Regions from separate parts of the Gossypium arboreum genome. Here region 2 is linked to region 1. Evidence: chromatin contacts called from public Hi-C data. All regions are on one chromosome and are shown on one strand. The core of a region is the stretch at or near the end of the contact, and the rest is flanking DNA. Distances in the headings are between cores, read along the strand shown. Region 1 holds the start of LOC108459927 (protein BIC1-like). Region 2 holds the start of LOC108461010.

Region 1 (6,682 bases), core at 1,515-4,014:
GAAAATAAATTAAATAATTCAACATGGGTGAGGGGCATGGGCGTGTCCCCAAGCACACGGACGTGTGCTTTGCCTCCACATGGGCGTATAAGGCATAACCCTAGGCATTTTACTAAAATTTTTTATAGATCCCGGTTTAGTCTCTGACCGCTAATCATGCACGGTTTGGGCCCCGTAGGCCTATAATAGGGACAACATGATTTTGTTCAATTAGTTTGAATTTGGAAATGAAATTTTATAACTCGTCTTTCTGAAATGTCCGAGTATGTGTCTGGTAACACCTCACACTTTGTCCTGGTCTCGGGTACGGGTAAGGGGTGTTACATTAGCTGCTAATCCTAAGCTGCATGCTAGAGTGAAACATGTGGAGTTGGACATTCATTTTGTTCGTGAAAAGGGTTCTGAGTGATAAGCTTTGCGTGAATTTTGTTCCTGGGTGTGATCCGGTGGCTAATATGTTGACCAAACCATTGACATTTAGAGCTTTTTCTTGATGTCGGGATCAAATGAATGTTGTTGCTACCACCAGTTTGTGCCAGATACTGGAAGGGGAATGTTAGACTAATTGTATTAGTTAGGGTCTGTTAGACTCTGTTAGAGTATTGTTGTAAATTAGTTGAGAGTTCTACTTTTATATAATGTATGACTACTATAGTGTATAGTTAACTTTGATGAATAGATTCATTCTTTCATGAGTTTGTAATACATGCCACAAGTTATAATGTTATGCTAGCTTTTCCATAAGTTACTATTGATGTTTGTTAGCAATTATAACTCACACTAAGAAGATGATTGTTTAAAGTTTGAGCAAAATTGAACGAATGATGTGCATATCAAAAGTTTTTCCCAGGATACTTTCATACTTTTTAGGTTATGAAGATGGCTACGGTGCGGATTGGTTTATTCTGTGGTTCTAGTATTGATGAATGGAGCTTCATATAAATTGCTATTGATGAAGGCGGCTCATGCCAAGGTCGTAAATTCAGTACAATGATGCTCTAGTGTAAGATTCCCTCTCATGGAAATTAACAAGGATTATATTCTTTATTGTAGGTAATGCGTGAGGCTTTGATTTTTTATTTTTATTTTTTAAAATTCAGTACATGTGCATAAAAGTAGAAATGAATAAAAATCACAAGTATAGATAATTTCTTTATGCATGGTTGAATACTTTAGTCTGGTAGTTGGCTCAGTTAATGGGCACTTTTTTTGTCATCTGATGAAATGTTCTAATGATTGCCTTTGAATGATAGCAAAACCATCCAGAAAATAATCAAAATAAAATGCAACTTGTTAGTAAATGTCCATTTCTTTAGCTTTACTAGTCTGACTGTTAGACGGTATTCTCCATCACTTAGGCCAAGCATGTTGAACCAGCAGCCCACCTACAACATTGTTGAGTTAGAATTTTCCTATTTCGAACTCCCTTGGCCTTTTGCTAAGGTTATTCATCCATAAAACCCTCTTAGATTCCAACCTTCAAGCGAAGCATTGGTAGTAAAAAAGGATTTTCCTATTTCACCTTATCTTTTTCCTTTTATTTACAGCATCACCTTGTCTATTACACCAGCGAGCTGATTCAAGGTAGACACTGACTGCTTTGGCCGATATGGGACATGAATTTTAGTAACAAATTGGCCAATGCAGAAAAAGAAAAGAAAAGAAAAGCACGAACAACTGCTTTATAGAAAAAAGTAGTATAGTTCTTAATTTGTCATCTTCAGAAAAGCCCCCAATGATTTGCACCACTGAACCAGGTCAGCCGTGTTGGAGGGTTGGGCTAAGTTTCTCCCCCACAATGTGCTCTTGGTGATAACCATGATTTTGACTAACCTCACATACTGCGTCTTCTGTCCTGAATGAGCTGGTAAAGATTAGATTATAAAATCGAAATCATATCTTTAATTAGTCGGTGAAGTGATATCCTTTAGATTCCATATTTTATTATTCTTTTTCCTGTTTGAATGTCATAACATAACTAAATCAAATTTCATTTATCATAAAAAATAAAAAATATAAAAGTAGCAACATAATAACTCTGGCAAATCTCATACGTAAAGCAGAAAATGAAATCAAACCATCCATTATTAAAATGTATCCTCTTTTTTTTTTATCTCAATTTTGGTTAACTAAAACACACGAAGGAAATAATAATAATAATAATAATAATAATAAATTTAACACCTGTTTTCTATTCTAAATCCGCCAGAATTGGTTCTTCTTCCATCCTCAACCAAAGCAGCACGAGCTGACATGATCCCATGAGGCACCAAAGAATCATTAAATGCAGAACAATCAATCCAATCCTTCAAAAGCTGTTCTTGACCCCATATGTCTGGAATCCAAACATTGCCCGCCACTTCAATCCTATGCCTCTTCAGTTTCTCCCGTCCATTGTCTTCTTCAGATTCATCCGCCCTCATTGCTTCTTCTTCTTTAACCTCATGATCCGCTCCTACTTCCGGAGCCGGTGAAGACACACGACACTTCACATGACATGTTTCCATCTCAGAGTTTGTTCCATCGTGGTCTGGCTGCTGAGTTTTGTTGGGTTGTTCCGGCGGCTGCTGGGGTGTCGTGTTTTTCATGTCTTGAGGATGTAGTACGTTCACGGAATGGGAGGGAAAGGGTTTAGGTGGATGGGTGAGGGTTGAAAGAGAAGATAGAAAGATTAGATTTTAGAGAGAAGGGAGCGGGGTTTAGTTGATGTGTGGGAATAAAACCAAAGAGAGAATGGGTGGGGAGTTGGTTTACACGTCATCACTCTGTCAAAGACTTTACATGTGTTGTCTTGTTTTTGTATGGCAACTAAGAATCTTACGTGTCTTCTTCCGAACGTAGGTTAAATTTAAGTAGTACTGCATTTTGTGTGGTTTACTTCCATGTTCCTTCATCTTCCATAACTCCCTCTAGAGTATTTAGAATCTTGGTTACTCACACTTGTTTTATTGGTCAAATTTTGTTATTAGGGCTTAAACTTTGTATAAGTAGTGTACATTAACTTTGTTATTTTTAATTCTTGTAATTTTAAAAATTTGAAAATTTTAGTTCTATTATTTTCATAATTTGATACATCAAATATATTGTGATATTTCTAATATTATGACAGTTTATTATTTTCATATATTATTCATAAAAAGAATTAGTTAATAGATTTAGCAATCGTCGTTTGCATTTAGACTGAAATATCGAAATTAAAAAAATATAACTATTAAAAATATCCAGTTGAAGGACATAAACTAAATCTATAACTTCAAGCAGAATATAGGACTAGTAGCATAAGTTAACTAAACAAATTTAACTGCCACAAATTAGTTAGGACTAAAATTTTAAAATTCAAGAAGTAGAAGGATTAAAATTGATCAAATTAAAGAATAGGTACTAAATTCACAACTTACACAAAATAAACGATCTAATAGTATAATTTGACTTATTTTATTTTAAAATTTTTATAAGTTTAGAATTTAAATATTAATTTTTATACTTAAGATAAGATTTTCATTTTAAAGATAACTTTAAAAATCAAATTCTATTATTTAATAATTTTAAAAATCAAATTTTAGTGTGGAAAAAGTAAAAGGAAAAAGAGGAGAGTGAAATCTCGGCATATGATTCCCTCGATGGATTTTTTTGGAAGGATTGTGAGGCTCATGTTGAGTTCTATTTTTATTTATTTTTGGGTAGACATAGGAATAAATAAATAAAAGAAAACCATGAATTTTTAATAACAAACTAGCCAATCGGGTAGTTGGTTTTGATTCGAGGAAACAAAGTAAAATAAATTCACAAAAAAATATTCTTTTAACAAGAGATATAAACAATTTTTTAGAGATATATATATATTTTTCTTGATGTACACTAATAACTACTCTCTCCCTCTCCTTTTGTTTGTGTTCTTTTGTTGGTGTGTCGCAATATTAACTAAAATTTTATTAAAACAAGTGTATTTATCAATTAATAGTATAATTACGGTGAATAAAAATATCATTATCACAAAAATTAAAAGTACTAGTAATAATTATCTTTCTATTATTTAACTGAATAATTCGAGTAATTGATTAAAATTACAATTAACTAAATTAATTAACTAACGAATACAACAAAAAATAAATCAAGAAAATAATTGATTAATAACCAAGAAGCAAAACAATACCCAGAAAAGAATCCACCTAGATTTCATCTGTCACTATCAATCTATTTACGCAATTTCTTTACTTTGTATATTGATCCATAAAAATCCCTAAATTATACTAATATCTCTTTTGAGTATAAGAGCAACTGACCCTAGGTTGATTAATTGAAATTTCTTTCTACTTAAAAATCCTATTATCACACTAACTAGTGTTATAGATTCTCCTATTATACTTGACTATAATTCGGTAGATTTATGTCATCCTATTTATAGGATTGCATGTAACTCCACTCAATTACGCAAGATCTACTCTTAAACAAGGCCTATTCAACCTCCGATTTAAGCACATCAAACATAGATTAATACTTTAGAAATATCAAATAAAAAATTAAACACACATAATTGAGAATAAGAAATTAAGTATTTATTACGTAAAATAAAAATCAAATGACGTAATCCATCACAGGGCTCATCTCCTTAAATATTTAGAAAATTAGTTCATATTTCAAAATAAAAACATCCAAGATACAATATAACCAAAAAAAATAAAAAAAAAACTCATTATAACTTATTAAGAAATAAATTGGAAATCTTCAATCTTGATGAAAATTTGCTTCAATAGTGTTTTTCGAGTTATTTTCTTAAGTATTCTATGATGGCTCACTCATATCTTCTTATTTTTTTTCATATATACGTCTTAGAATGCTTGAAATGTAACACCCTAAACCCGGCCTGGAAGTTATAGCCGAATCTGGCGATGTCACATGAGAGTGTTTTTGAAAACGCATTGACCTTCAAATCATTCCAATTATTGACTTTTACCTAGTTTGGAGAAACCGTGTTCTAATTGATTTTATTTAAAATATTTTTTTTACGTGGAAGCCTTTGAAACCCAAATAATTTTTTAAAACTGTTTCATTTAAGAAAAATCTTAGTTTATTTTAGGAAAATCATACTTTGTTGCGTTGCAGTTTATAAATCCATAATCAACAGTTCAAAATCCCAAATTAAAAACCAAATAGTCTCAAAGTCCATCATACATAAAATACCAACAAGAAATAAGCAATGTAACCGCAAAAACTGTAAATAAGTAGTTCGATAGTGTGGTCACCGTTGAGCCATTCGCTGCACCGATCAATCAAGTCTGGGGATTACCTCCACAGATTAAACAGAAAAGGGTGAGTTTTCACAAACTCAGTGTGTAATCCCCATAGAAGATATACACAGTAGCATAAGTCAGTCATATATCCAAATAACAGATAATCCGGGTCTGAGCCCTTTACAGAATTGGTGTGAACCTTAGTCCACTTAGATACAGAATCAGATGCGAACTGGGCCTTAGCCCATATCAGATATCACATGCATAACAGAACAAAATAATAGAATCATGCCCACCAGCCCTACACACCAACTCTGTTCAACCCAACACACCATGTGGGGATAAAATCGACCCATCCATCCTAACACACCGTGCTGTATCGAAATGCAACACATAATCAGATAATTGCAACTGTGCTGCCAGATATCAGGCTTAAGAGCCTTTTAAAACACTTCTTCCATTATAACACTAACCCCACCCCGATGCAATGCATCATACAAATATGACATGCTATAATGTAACTTAACAGATCATACAATTGGTCATATACGCATGCTAAGAGTAACATGCTTAATACATACATCACATAATCATATCACAAAATTAGGAGTCTAAGTAATGCTTACCGACCCTACGGTAGGTCACAGTCGAGTTGGACGACCAGTGCAACTTTACAGATTATTTCAAAAAAATGGGCTCAAAGCCCATGTGGCTAGCCTGTGTGGCCCACACGGCCTAAATTGGCCTTGGCCCAGAATCCCATACGCTCGTGTGGTTCACCCGTGTGGCCCATACGGCTTCACCTGGCCACCACATGGTTGTGTCCCTCTCGCACGGCCGTGTACTGCTACACGGCCTACCACACGGGCGACCACGTGGCCTACCACACGGGCGACAACACGCCCATGTGGTGTCGACAGAATAGTTTTTCAGCTTTCACCATTTCTCATTTTCTGTATTTTCGGGTCAACACCTGGTTCGTTTTTGATGCGTAATCACTTCCGAGCAAACCCAAGCCTATAATTGAACATGTTTTACTCAGTTAATCTCTTAAACGATCAAATTGAACCAAAACCCCAAAACAGATTAGACACTTTTCGAGTACAAAACCCTTACCTTGAGAACCACGAACGCTTCCCACTACAATTCGACACTAGAACAGCTTCACACCAGATTTCTAGCTGTCAAAACAGTTAACAAAAAATCTCAATTATTAACTTAAAAACCAAAACTTCAAGGCACCAAAACTACTTACCGAATTTGCACAATACTCGATTGGACAACAATGAACCGTTTTGAACAGCAAAGATGAAACCAGGTACGAAAAAAAAGAAAGATAAAAGAAGAAATTTTGGCAGAGATGAAAGAGAGAAAGGCAACTAAAGTTAGAACCAAAAGAGAATTTCGTGAAAACTAAAGTTTGAAAAAAAATAAAAACTAAACCGATTTGG
Region 2 (6,682 bases), core at 1,883-4,382, 190 kb before region 1:
CATTTCTACCAAATTAGGAGTTTCTTAAAAACCATTAATCTTCAAATTGGTATCATAAGAACTGCAAATGCAACAAAATTTGAAAAACAAAGCTAATTTGAAGCTCAACAGTTTCCCCCATTCTACAACTAAATGGAAAGACAGAGTAAGTTCTAAACTTACAATAGCGTCCTCTATTGCAATTTTGATAAGGTTAGTTTAAAAAACTATGAGCAAATTTTGCAGAAATTAGTGATACTCCATTTACATTTTAAACATCTTAATTCTTTTTTTTTAATTTATGATTGAATTATCATACAAACAAAAGCAGAAATAAATTATTTTTTATAATTTGATTCTCATTTATTGATTTTAATTTTTTAGTTAATTCTATCTCTGTCCTTCAAAATAAAAGTTAGGGGATAAAGATAGGACGATTTTTATTTTTTAATTCCCTTTTTTTTCTTTTTTAAATTTGATAGGTAAATTTCAATTTTAGATATTTGTTGAACACAAAGAAGCTGTTGAAGATAGTTCGAAGACACTTTTGATGAGTTTAATTTCATCAGTTCATTTATGGGGATGAAAAATAAGAAACTCCTAATATAGTAGAAACAAGATAAAGAAAAATAAGAAACCTTAAAATTGACAATGAATAGATGACATGAAGAAATTTCTATAGGGTTAAAATTGCTTAAATAACATTAATAAATCATTAATATTTTATTTATAATACCTTAATTATGTGAAAGATACATGAAAAATAATACACGATAAGTCTAGTCACTTCCCATTAGTGAGATAATGACTAAATTGACCGAAAAATTAGAGTGATCAAATTAAAACAATTCTATTTTAGAGTGATTAATGGAATAGTTTATCGTAAATAACATCGCGTGCAAATAAAAGTTTAAAATTTTAACTATTATTAAAATATATAAATATCATAGTATAATTTTATTGAGGTGTATAAAATATATTATATTCTCCACCTCCATTTTAAATTTTTTTTGTTTTGTTAATTGTTTCTTTAATATAAATATAACTTATAAATTATGAAATTTTTAGACTTCACAAATAGATTGGAGGTGAGACAAATATCACAATTATTTATATAATTTTATTTTATTTTTACTTCACTTTATAATACATTTATTAAACCCTAAATTCATTTGTGGGGTTTAAAAGCTTCACTAACAATATGTCAAATAATTTTTCATATTTTGTTATATTAATATGAATATAATTTTGATATTTGAGTTAAAAATTTACATTTAACCTTAATTTTTTACTAATTATTATTTTATATATATAAACATTTTGATTTAAATATCCTTAATAATGATTTTCTGTTTTAATCTTATTCCTAATATTATCTTTAAATCCAAACATATATTTTATTATTATAATATCTTTACTATAATAATTAGGTTTAAATATAAATTAGTGTCCAGACTTGTTCACTTCTCCTAGATTGGTACCTATGGTTTTTTTATTTATTCTAGATTGGTATTTGAACTTTTTTTTGTCCAATAGTTTGGTACCTGAAACTAACGGTGTTAATTTTTTTCCTGATGTGGCACGCTGGCCAATCGCACGCCACCACGTGGCATTCTAGTTGGCCTTTTTTTAATTTTTTTTCCCTCCTTTTATTTTCTTATTTTTCTTTTTCTTTTTTTTACCCACCACTTCATTATCGTTTTCTTTCACTTTCCTCCTATCCAAACACCTACCACTTCATTCCCAGCAACAACGAAGATGGCTTATTGACCAGTTCCAAACCCAAGTAAAGTACAACAAGATCTAAATGCAAAGACACCACTTTACACTAAAAGTCCATTAAATAATTTAAAATACAAAAAGAAAAATTTCCTCCAGATCCAAACAGTCTTTCATAGAAAACTGCAATGAAATCCTAAATTGTAGTAGTTGCGAATCTCTATAGAAAGAGACCACGAAAGTAAAAACACAAAAAACCCTAAAATAACATGTGCAAATCGAGCATTTGAAAACGGCTCTAATAGATTTCAGGAGCATTGTGTGAAGGTTGTTTCTAGTGTGAATTTGATGCTGGTTTTGAATGAGATTTATGGCCATTTCTCAAAATGCTCAGAGATTGCTCAAGAGTTTTCTAAGATGCTGGAGGTTACCAGATTGCTCAAGACGATGAAGATGAATCCAACACATTATCTTTGTCTACATGTTTGAATTTATAAAACCTCCTATTCATCAATTCTTTTACAAAATTTCTGGATATTGTGATAACATAAACAAGGTTAAACGAGAGTGCATAAATCCTTATCAAGGGATTAAAAGTTTTTCCTATAATGAATTGACAAATTCGTATTTCAAATATTTGAACCTTTTTCCAATTTTTGGGCTAAATATCAATACTTTTACTGGTAAATTAATAAAGCGGGAGAAATCAAACAAAGGATTTTCAATTTATGCTTAAAGCTTTCCAAACTATTCATTTATAAAGACATTTATGGAAGAATTGAAACTAACAGAGTGTATAAATTTTCTAAAAGTCAAAATGAATGGGAAAGCTCACATTGAGATGGAGACGACCTCATGCAGAAATTAGATTAGAGAGCGTTGCAAGGTTTTAGGTTGTATTTTTCGTTTAAAATTGTTTCTTCTACTTCAGCTCTAGGTTAAAAGAAAGAAAGTCGGACGATGGTCGTCGTTGGTTAGAGAGCTCATTGGAGGAGGCTAGATGGTGGCTAACAGTGTAAAAGTATGACAGTTTGTAGGAAAAAAAAAGAAAAAAAAGAAGGAAAATGAGAAAGAAAATAAAAAGTAAAAGAGGCTAAAGAACACATGTTACGTGGCGACGCATGAGTAGGCAACGTTGTCACCTCAAAAAAAACTAACAACCTTAGTCTCAAATACTTAACTAGTGGACAAAAAAATTTAAATACTAATCTAAAACAAAAAAGCCATAAGTATTAATTTAAACTAAACAAACAGATTTTAATATTAATTTTATATTTAACCCAAATAATTAAACTCACTACAACCATTAATTTTTTTTAATTTCACTCAAAATAATCTCCAAATAAATAGCGAGCAAAAGAACATGCTAAAATGAAAAGCCGAACTTAAAGGAGATAATGGTCAATCTAAAAATATCGAGAAGGGCAAAAAGGTAAATCCAGAAACATAATCCTCCCGCTTTTTCTCTCTCTTCTTCTCCGCCAAGTTTACCACTTTTCCTCTAGACAACTAAATTCTCTTCCATTGCCGAAGCTAAAAGAAACTAGTAATTTCTTCTTTTTTCAAAAATTAATAATATTTGGAATTGCGTAAGATGGCCTCAATCTCTACTTGCCTTACTCTATCACCTAAGTTTCGTCTCCTAACTTCAAAACCCCAAGTTTCTCTCAATTTTCCGGGAATCCAACCACTAACTTCTTCTTCTACGTTCTCGAGAAAATCCGGGAACTTTTTGAGACCTAGGGTTTCATTTCCCGTCATTAAGGCAAGTCTTGATGTTGGAAGCGACGCGATTAGGCCTGGAGGTACGGTCGAGACTGATAAGTTACCCTCTGACGTCAGAAAACGAGCAATGGAGGCCGTTGACTCGTTTGGCGGGAGGGTTACTGTTGGAGATGTTTCGAGTAAAGCTGGGCTTAACTTGAATCAAGCTCAAAAGGCTCTTCAAGCACTTGCTTCCGATACTAACGGTTTCTTGGAGGTACTTTGAATTTTTATAACTTCCATAAATTTGATCTGTGTTAGGGTTCTCGTTGAGTGGAATTACTATTTGAAACGAAATGCCAAAGTAGATTGTGAAATGCGCAACTTCATATCGGTTTTTCTCTACTTGTTCACCCCCCCCCAAAAAAAAAAAAAAAAAAAAGAGATTTGGTGTATGGTTGAAGCTAAAATAGATGTAGATATGGTCTGGAAGTGATCTCGAACAGTGTAACTCCGTTGATGTATCTGCTGTACTAAAATGCTGCTCACTGTTGGTTATTGGACTTAAAGGAGTTTCGATAGAGCGGTTTGAACATACAAACGAAAATACATGGTTTAGTTGGACCTACAAAAGTTAATTTCTAGAAGCTAAGCTATCTTTTTTAGTTGTATGTTTTTGGATAACTAGCTGAAGTAATCTAGAGCCTGCCTGTGTTATTGACTTACTCTGTAGGAAAGCCTTTTCTGATTTTTGTATGGGGATTATCATGTTGCTTCTTGGGACTTGTTCTAGTATTATAATATCTATTTCTGGGATCTTTGAAGTTCTTGATTTGTGAGTTCCACTTTTTTGTCAAGATGGTTTTAACAGGTTTCAGATGAAGGTGATGTCCTTTATGTCTTTCCAAAAGATTATCGTTCAAAACTTGCTGCCAAGTCATTTAGGATAAAATTTGAACCTTGGGTTGATAAAGCAAAGGTGAACTTTCATAACTTATTTTTCTTTTCATTTTTGTCGAGGCTAAGGAGAAAAATCCTGGATGTCAAACATTATGGCCAATAATTTAGTCTTTTACTTTTTTGGCAGGCTGCACTTGAATATTTAATTAGAGTTTCTTTCGGGACAGCACTTATAGCTTCAATTGTTCTTGTTTATACAACAATTATTGCCCTAATTACAAGTAGAAGGTACCTACTAACCTTGACACTTAGGAATTATTATATAACTACATAATTCTACACCAGTGGTTATTGAAAGCAAGATGCTGACTATGTGATCTGATGGCAGCGATGAAGACAATCGTGGAAGACGAGGAGGCAGATCATATGACACAGGGTTCACCTTCTACTTGAGTCCAACTGACTTGTTTTGGTAATACTTTTTATATTATGAAGAACTCTAGCAGTTTTAGACTGTAATAGGCTGTTAATCACGGTTGAGAATTCTCACTGATCAGGCCAATTAGGGGATGCTTATAGACAACATTAAGTAGATAGGTTAGGTTTTAAAGTAACTTTGTTTGCTTAATTGCTCTAGAATTGACAAATCAGTTTGTATTGTGGTAAAAGTTTTGTCATCCACGTTTGGGTACATCTGATAGTTTCACATTAATTTTATTTCATTGGATAAATGAGATTGGGCCATCAATTTACCTTATTTTATGCTATAATCTAATGTTAAAACATATTGTCTCTGTAATCTGTATTCCTTTCATAAGTTCAAACTCTTACATAACCTCCTCCTCTGTTTTAATTTTTTTTTTAAGGTACTGGGATCCATATTATTATAGGAGGCGACGGCTACGAACTGATGATGATGAGAGGATGAACTTTATTGAATCTGTAAGATGTGAATATAAACAAATGGATCATGTATGATTTTGCTCAGTTGTTTTACATTCAGAGAAAATTAGTTCATTTGTGACATCTTCTTAGGTTTTCTCTTTTGTTTTCGGGGATGGTGATCCAAATCAAGGAATTGAAGAAGAAAGGTGGAAGTTGGTAATACTTCAGCACTAACTTCTTTGGTCAATGCTCGAAACATATTATTTCAGCTTTCTGATAGTAGTTATTCTGATTATTAAGTGTTCTATTACCCCTACTAACTTTTACCATTTTCCACCCAAAATTTGCAGATTGGACAATACATAACTTCTAATGGAGGTGTTGTCACAGCTGAAGAACTTGCTCCATATCTTGATTTACCTACCACAAAGGGAGCATTGGTATGATTATAAATTAAAAGCTAATCTTAGTCTAGCTTGTAATTAGCATGTAAATTTTTTCTTACAAGTTGCTCTGAATTCTAGTTAGTGTTCTTTTGACTTGAATTTGAAATATTTTCTCTCATGATCACATTTGTTTTATTCACACTTTGACCATATGCAACTATTCCTGTTCTGTCATTGCATCACCTAAACAAAAATTTTATTACTATCGACTCGATTATTTCTTTATTTGCATTGTAGTCCCTGCACACTGTCTGTCAACCTTATTTCTGCATTTGTACGTCATAGATCATTTAATCAAATAGTGTTTGGCACATAATCATATATTTGATGGTTACTTGCTTGCTTTGATATTATAAGTAGTTCATGGTCAAGTAATCCAGAAGTGATAAGCAGGGATTCAAATGTGGTAGGGTTCACTAACGTTTATTGCAGTTGTAGATGCTACTTACGTAATAGCATAGATAACGGTTCATTATGGTTGTGAAATTTCTCTATTTTGCACAAGTTTCCCTTAAATAATTAATCATAATTAACAACTCTCTTATAAAATATTTTAATTATTTATTACATTACTTTTAGAAGTCATAAAATATTAAAAACTAAATATATAATATTGCCTAATAAGTGTTTCAAAAAAGTTCTGTGTAAAAAGCTTCACAATCAGTATTACTCTGGTTTCTCCCTTAACAAAATGCTCAAAACTAATATTCCAAATTCTCTTTGTTGAAAACTGTTTGAAGTTGGGGCTGTTCTTATTTCAAATTATTTGTCAATTAATTATTTACTAATTAGTCCTTGCCTGCATCAAAGGCTCCAAGGTGTTTGTATTTGTTTCCTTGTTAGTTATTTGACTTTTTTTTTTCTGCTCAATTCTAGAGTGATGAGTCGTATGTGTTACCTGTTCTTCTGCGGTTTGATGGCCAGCCAGAAATAGATGAAGAGGTATGTAGAAACAATTTATATGCATTACATATAATGCACACATGTCCATGAACCATGACAAATTCCATTTATTGTCAATTTAAGATGTAAATATTTGAAATTTTTTA

The links. A called contact is a pair of places that touch in the nucleus more often than the background predicts.
Region 2: a contact with region 1 is called in a Hi-C map of leaf, with 4 times the contacts expected there. The contact joins the promoter of LOC108461010 here to the promoter of LOC108459927 in region 1. A contact is called at or near these places in 2 of 5 Hi-C or Micro-C datasets (both in leaf).

The regions. Positions count from the first base shown.
Region 1 is chr4:80,879,502-80,886,183 of ASM2569848v2, reverse strand. LOC108459927 (protein BIC1-like) reads right to left here and starts at 2,764. Exons shown (of 1, transcript XM_017759324.2): 1 at 2,085-2,764. The coding sequence starts at 2,588. The coding sequence ends at 2,178.
Region 2 is chr4:81,071,609-81,078,290 of ASM2569848v2, reverse strand. It overlaps LOC108461010, which reads left to right and starts at 3,132. Exons shown (of 14, transcript XM_017760761.2): 1 at 3,132-3,679; 2 at 4,274-4,381; 3 at 4,490-4,590; 4 at 4,691-4,774; 5 at 5,169-5,244; 6 at 5,338-5,403; 7 at 5,538-5,627; 8 at 6,510-6,575. The coding sequence starts at 3,293.